2 separate regions of the Capra hircus genome follow, and region 2 is linked to region 1. The links are chromatin contacts, called in public Hi-C maps. All regions are on one chromosome and are shown on one strand. The core of a region is the stretch at or near the end of the contact, and the rest is flanking DNA. Distances in the headings are between cores, read along the strand shown.

Region 1 (3,632 bases), core at 156-2,655:
CTCAGGGCACTGCAGATGTTAGCCAAGCAAATGTCATCTTCCCATACACACTTCTTAATCAATATTAAAAGCAAAAAAAAATACCTCATCGGGTCAAAAATGTAGGGCATGGAAATTAATAAAATGTAAATACAAAGTCTAGGGAGACCTGGAGTCAAGCGTTTGGTTGGCTGCTCCCTGGGTGACCTTGGGTCAGTCACAGACCTTGCTAAGCTTCAGTATCTTCATCTGTAAAATGGGGTGATCACTGTCCATATTGGGTGGGATGTTTTGATGGTTAAATGAGAGACTCTAAACAAAGTGAGGAGCATTCTGCCTGGCCCAGCTGGGTGTTTGAGTGTCAAATCCTGCTGCTATTCTATGACTGGGAGCCGGGCTCTGTGCTGGGGTATGGAGACTGATTAGATCTGCTCCCTGCCTTGGAGGAGGTCAGACTCTACAGGACGGACAGATACACAGGTAAATCATGACAGAAACCTGGGATGAGTGCCCCACGAGAGGTGAGGGCAGTTTTAACAATTGATAAAATATAATTATTTAAGGACAGGACAGGGGCCACCCATAAGCGATACATGAATAGAACAGAGAACACACATCCAAACAATTCGAATAAGAGATATACTTGTTGCCCACAGACCACGAGGTCTCTGTAAACAACCAAAGCAGAAGGTGGAAAGGGTGGGTGAGCGGGCTTTTCCAAGCGACCTCTGAACTAACTTTTAAGGAAAAGTCAGAATTCCCAAGAGACAATGGGGAAGTGGGTTTGGGTTGGGGTGTGAGGGTAGAAGATATTCAGGCAGAGAGCAGGGTCAAAGCCCAGGCTCCCAAGGAGGTGGCACTTGTGTGGCTGGAAGGACGATGCTGGCTCCAGAGATCTGAGCTCCAACCTGCAGTCCCATCAACATGCCTGCAGCGCCAGCCTGGGCTTTGTCATCTGGGAAGCAGAGCTAATGACATAGGACTTTATGACATAATGCCTGTAATGCATTCAACATGGGGCTTGGTCCCAAATCCTCAACTGGCAAAATGTTGCCATTATTATGACATGGTTGGTGGTTGGTGCCAGAGGCAGGGGGCATTGATGAGCAGAGGGCTCAGTGCCTGCTCTGTACCGGGTCCTGAGACATCTGATTAGCCAGCACCCACTATGGATCCCCCACCAGGATCCGGCTATGAACTGTGCCCATAGAGGAATTAAAGACACCAAGAGAAACTAACTAAGCATTACAGAGTCAGTCAGAAAGACAGAAAGAGGGGAAGCGGGAAATGGGAAAAACAAAAAGGTATTATTTGAATACCTTAATTCATTTAAAAACAAGAAAACAGAGAAAGAGGAAGAGCTAAGCAGTGCTTCTGCTATCAGCCAGCAGAGGGATCCAAGAGCCCGGAGTTTTGAGTTCTGCAGCCTCGCCTCCAGCTGACCTCGGTGGCAGCTGGTGACAGCACAGCAGGGGAGGTGGGGAATGGGTGGGGTGCACTGGCCCTGGGATCGGTGGATCCACTGCAGGGCTGGGCCTGGGACGGGACGGCACCGAAGCTAAGATCTGCGTTGGCTGAGAAGCTCTGATGGGGAAGCAAGGCTCCCGGGGGCCTTGGGGAGCTGAAGGGCTCTACTCTTTACACACAGGTTTCTACCACGTCTGGTGAACCACGGAGGGAGATCAGATGAAAGTTATCAGTCTGGTTTTACTGTTTAAAAAAACAGAGGTGAGTCACTTGGGGTATGAGCTGTGGGAGAAGGAATCCCGGAAGAAGCTCCTTGCTACGCCCCACCCGCATTGCCTACTAAGTTCTGTGCGCTTAGTTGCTCAGTCGTGTCTGACTCTTTGCAACCCCAGGGACTGTAGCCCACCAGGCTCCCCTGTCCATGGACATTCTCCAGGCAAGATTACTGGAGTGGTTTGCCATTTCCTCCTCAGGGGTATCTTCCCGACCCAGGAATCGAACCCACATCTGCTGCGTCTCCTGCAATAGACACAGGTAGATTCTTTACCTGCTAAGCCAGCAGGAAAGCACCCTGCTACCCCCTTAGACAGGCTTAACTTCACCAAGACAGAGTGGGCACCGCTTCCAGAAACAGGCATCCAAGGGCCAGCTGTAGGGACTTCCCTGGTGGTCTAGTGGCTTGGGCTCTGCACTCCCAGGGCAGGGGGCCTGGATTCAATCCCTGGTTGGGGAACAAAATCTCACATGCCGCAACTAAGACTCAGTGCAGCCAAATAAACACAAATTTTTAAAAAGGGGGGCCTGCTGTAAAGTCTGAGAGCACACTTTGGAGGAAACCACATCTTGACACCATGGCGTTGGTGCAGGCACACACACATACCCAGCTTTCCCTAAGGTCCCTCCTGACTCCCCACCTCTACCCTCAAGATGCCCTAGCTCCCACCTACCCTGGCCTTGCCTCCCCATCACACTTCTCTCCCAGTCCCTGACCCCTGGTGATGCACTCACTTCCCCACCAACAGCCCGTCTAAGGGCAGGGACTTTGTGGTGTGCAAGTTCTCAGGCTAAAATGGTTTGCAGCATATAAAATAATCATATCCTTAATCATGATTTACTGAACAAACAGTTCTTTAGGCCTAGACATACAGCACCAATTTCATTCTGTTCTGCCAGGTTGAGGGGAAAAAAAAAGAAAATCATGGTTTGTAAGTTGGGAAGTCTGGCTGTTAATATTTGCTCTACACAATGAGCTATGTGGTCATGCCCAAGACGTTTAACTACTCAAGGTCATTCTCCTCATAAATAAGAGTAGGTGGGAGATGTTTTCCTGTCTCTCTACGTCTTAGAAAAAAGAGTCAATAATGAAAAACGAGCAGTTGCTGAACAGTACTTTGAAAAGACAAACCATGCACATTAAAGTATCAGCAAGAATGGAGCTAAAGAACACACAGACGGGTTACAATTAGTAACATACTTATTTTGTACCTTATGATTGATTTTAATGCAATCTTTGAAAACAGAAATGGAATTTAATAATTTTGGATACATTTCTGGATTCTTCATAATACTTCTCCCAACTGCTTTATATAGAGTTTAATTAGATTTAGATTGTAATGGGATTGGAATCAAAAGTTCTGTTTCTTGAGTTCAATATCCGCACCATGAATTCAGTTCAAATTTATAAGAAAGTACTGTAAAATATTACATCATGCTTTGGACTATTTAGGAGTCCAATCTTAAAGTTTATGTTGGTACTCCTTTAAAACTATTAATAAAGCTAATGGTTTTACACCTAGAGTATGCCATCTAAAAAAAAAAATTAAAAGCTGCACATTTGGGAAATGGACATAGTTTGGCATTGATGATATTTTATCTGGAGGCCAAATAGAAGACTCTAAGGTAAGTTCCCTGACTAATTACAAGGGCCCTAGGGGAACTGACTACAGACTTGGAGTAGCCAATTCCCTGGAGAAGCCTGGATGAGGAATTAGCAATTCCAGCCCTACCATTCATATAGGATTTTAGGCACATCGTTCAAATTCTCTATACTTGTGTCTTTGTTCATAAAAATGAAGGTACAGTCTCTACATGTTCTATGCCATGAAATTCTGTCATTCATCTGGGCTGTGTTTTGCTATGTGCTGAAGGTTCAGCAGTGAGCTGAAGTCACCAACCAACAGACCCAG
Region 2 (4,020 bases), core at 1,514-4,013, 90 kb after region 1:
GGGAACATAAAATTCTTAAACCTTCCAAATGCATTTCTTTTTTTTCCCAGCTGTGGGGCGGGGCCAGGTAGGAACCTTAATTTCCCTCTCTTTTCACCAACGAATTAATAGAAAGCGGCTTATTAGCAGCAGAAGCAGTTGTTTCTTATGTAGCGGTGGGATGGGAGAAAATCAGCAGGAGACGCCCCTTCATCTCCATCTCTCTGCATTCGGTCCAGTGAGATCAGCTTAGGACTGCTCGGAGGAACTTTAAATGATTTGTGAGAAGCCCTAAGATGGTAATGAGTTAGTAGTAACTAAGGAGGAAGCCCAGAGTTGTGAAGATCTTAGGAGGAGTTATTGCTGAAGACCGGTCATGAAGAGGGCTTACGTCAAAGGAAATCATAAGGCCGAGAAAGCAGAAGAGAAACTTACATTTCCTTTAGTTCAGCGGGGGTTGGCTACATTGCTATTTCCAAGTGAAAGATGATAAAAGTTTAGTGAGATAATTTTCCAGACAGGTGGGCAGGGAATATGCTATCGCAATGAAACTGCAGTCAGCCCCAAGATTGTGACAGTGACTAATAAACTCTACCCCGGATAGGGTTTTAGGAAATATGTTTAATTACTTCATAAAGGGAAAAATCTTAATCTTTAAAGGCTTAACTGTGAGAAGATTCAGTCCGTCCAAGTAAAAAATCAGCCATCAATAACAAGCAGACTTTCCAGTTATAAACAACTACTTAGAAGGGGATGACCACTGTATATTCCTTCTCCAAGATGCTGGTCCAATAACCAACATGAAATTTGGTTGGTTTCTATATCTGTGATGGTTATTTCACTTTACACTCTGTGCCTATTACAATCCCTAGAACATAGTAAGGCTCAATAAATATTTGTGGAATGAACTGTTGATTTCATGTTTACCCCCATTATATTTATTAAACTACCTTGGAGACAAACCCTGAGATATAGCGTTTCAGCCATCTTCTCAGCTGACATCCTGTGGGATCTGGTCTTTTAAAATAACCTGAGGATGTTAGTGGGCTTCCCAGGTGGCTCAGTGGGTGAAGAATCCCCCTGCAATGCAGAAGATGCCATTTCTATCCCTGGGTCTAGAAGATTCCCTGGAGTAGGAAATGGCAACCCACTCTAGTATTTTTACTGGAGAATTCCATGGACAGAGGAGCCTGGTGGGCTATAGTCCATAGGGTTGCAAAGAGCTGGACACGACTGAAGTGACTGAGCACACAGGCATAAGGATGTTAGTGCTGCAAGGGACTTCAGGGTTAGGCGAGTTAACCTGTTTGTTCTACAAGGAACACTTGAAGACCAGAGAGGGATGGTAACTTTTCTAAGGTCACACAGCCAATAGAGCTAGGATACAAATGAATTATCTCTGACTGCTAATTCTGTCTAGGATGGATGCTAGCTCTTAGAGAAGGAGGAACCTAAAGGACACATAATATTATTGAAGTGGATTTTCATTAGGAGGAAAAGCATCAGGAAAGGCACTGCAGTGGTGTGAGCAGAAGTCCTCTGCAGCTTCTTAGTTCCAGCTCTAGGCAGTTCGTAGGGCTTTCCACCTGAGTTGGCAACACCAGAACTCTCATGTTAAAGTCTACTCTTCCTTGTGGTTTTCATCCTGAAAATGTTAAGGAATAACTTATCTGTCCTTTTTCTGCACTGCTGTGAAGCAGATCCTTCTGCATAATAATACAGTCAAAATCCAGAGTTAAAATTTTAACTAAAAGCCAGAAATCTGACATTGAAAAGGATCTTGTCTTTTTTGTCCCCCCCAAAAATACTGTCTCTTCATGTGTTTCTTTGTGGGGGAACTGCATGATCAGGACAAGTGAAATCTGTGAAGTAGTTTGGGTTTTCAAGGCACTCTTTGATTTTAGTGCATGGGAGGGGACTTTCCACTGAATTTCACTAATATGTTAGCTTGGAGAAGAGAGTCAGAAGGCCTGGAGAAATTAAAAGTCCTTTAGCAGAAGTCATCTGTGAAGAAAAGAAGACAATCTTAAATCCCCACTAAGAACCTAGTCTTATTTGTGCTGGGCCATTCTATCACAAGAGTCAGACAGGACTTAGTGACTAAATCACCACCATTTTGTCCTGGCTACTGTCCTGCTGAGTCTGTAAGAAAATGGGCAGAGGAGGCCGATGTGTGGTTTACACAGATGTAATGACATTCACACCCTTAACCGGTTCATAATGGCAGGGCTGATATTCATCAGCTAATTCAACCTTGAGCTTCCTGGTGGGTGCCCACACCTACCTGGGGGAGAAACATTTCACTGACCATCATGAGGAAAAGCATACACACCCACACATCACTCTGGCCAGCTCAGCTCAGTGGTGCCCACAAGCCCCCAGGCATGCGTTGTGGATCCAGCTGGGGCAGCGCTGCATGGCTGCCATGCTGTGGCTGGGATTGGGGAGGCTGAGCGGTGGCTGCCCTGGCCCAGGCCGTGCAGGTCCAACTGAATCAAGCCATCCTCCATCTGTGGTCATCCACTTTGCTTATAGAGACACTTTGTCCCCCCGACCTTGGAAGACGAGCCCCCAGGACCAGGGTGCTCCCCACGCTGCTTCGCATTTGTTGGCAGGACCTCTGAGTGTGTAGACTAAGCCCCCACAGATGGAGCCCAGCCTTCCGGATGTCTCAGGAGACATTTTATTATATCTGCAAAAAGCTGGCCTGCATCTTCAAAGGGAGGCCACCCACTTGAAACTGCTTCTCTCTGTGCCTCAGAAAGCAGCTGTTAGACCGTATTGGCTGGCCTCCCTGCTGCCTCTGACCTTGAGTGTTGATCTAGAGCTGGGCACGCCTTTCGAGACATTGGAGATGCCATCTGTGCTATCTTTCAGGACCTCCAGAAAAGGCAGCCTGACCTACAGGAGGTCGTGGAAAGATCCCAATGTGAGGTGGGGCTACTGGAGGCATACGTAGAAAACTATCTTAACAGCTGTCAGTGTCTTTCATGTCCTGCTGGTCTCGACCTTTATTTCAGCCAAGTGTTTGTCAGTTGCCTTGGATCCAGCCATAATTCACATGTGTTGGAAGCAAGTCAGCTTTGCCATAGGGGAGATGCAGGCACTCTCTTACCCGCTGTCCAGAAAGAAATAGGGGGGTGTCACAGGGCTTGTCCCAGTGGGTGGTGGAACGTACCCTCTGTTTTAGTGGTGTACAGCTCAGTACCACCAATCTGTCACCCCTGAGGAGCTGTGTTTCAACAGGTGATCTGGGCTGTCTGGGGCACTGTGGAGCAGGCCTTCAGACAGCTGACAGGCCAGCAGCAGTGTAGCCACTGGGAAGTGGAATGTATCGGTGAGGTGGTCACTGGCTGTTGCTGGCTCCATAATCTGCATTGTGGTTGTTGCTGTTCAGTTGCTCAGCTGTGTCCAACTCTTTGTGACCCCATGGGCTGCAGCACACCAGGCTTTCCTGTCCTTCACCATCTCCCAGAGCTTGCTCAAAGTCATAGCCATTGAACTGGTGATGCCATCCAACCATCTCATCCTCTGTTGTCCCCTTCTTCTCCTGCCTTCTACCTTTTCCAGCATCAGGGTCTTTTCCAGTAACTTGGCTCTTCGTATCAGGTGGCCAAAGTATTGGAGCTTCAGCATCAGTCCTTCCAATGAATATCCAGGGTTGTTTGAGGAAAGGTCTAATGCCCAGAGTTGGACCACAGCCTCCACCCTTGCTACACACAGCAGAACCGCAAAGGATGAGGCACAAAGGCTGCTGAGGTTCCAGGTGCGTCAAGCCAACAGCCGGCACCTGGCATTTTTGGCCGGGCCAACCCAAGGAGATAATTATCCATCCTGCTTTTTCATTTGACTTTCCCCTTCAGGTCCTTTTCCTTCTTTCCACATTAACCCTCCTTTTTCCATTCCTGAGAATAAAGTACTGTTGCTGATGTTTGTATTAATAAGGCTCCAAGGTGTTGTATCTTCTTATAAAGTGCCGAGAGGGCATGTACGCTGGTCATCCCCAGCCATAGGAGAACAAATTGTTTTCACTGTCAAAGG

What was found. Hi-C and Micro-C count contacts between places; a contact is called where the count stands out from the background.
Region 2: a contact with region 1 is called in a Hi-C map of blood, with 2.5 times the contacts expected there. The contact joins two enhancer-like sites. A contact is called at or near these places in 3 of 5 Hi-C or Micro-C datasets (all in blood).

Annotation. Positions count from the first base shown.
Region 1 is chr23:24,339,591-24,343,222 of ARS1.2, forward strand. All of the region lies in intron 1 of PAQR8 (membrane progestin receptor beta), which reads right to left. Among named protein-coding and RNA genes, the nearest start is that of EFHC1, 17 kb to the left of the region's middle. Within about 2 kb of position 1,406, at least 4 of the 5 cell types and tissues checked have an H3K27ac peak or open chromatin away from gene starts, as enhancers often do.
Region 2 is chr23:24,428,383-24,432,402 of ARS1.2, forward strand. No RefSeq gene overlaps it. Among named protein-coding and RNA genes, the nearest start is that of MCM3, 22 kb to the right of the region's middle. Within about 2 kb of position 2,764, at least 3 of the 5 cell types and tissues checked have an H3K27ac peak or open chromatin away from gene starts, as enhancers often do.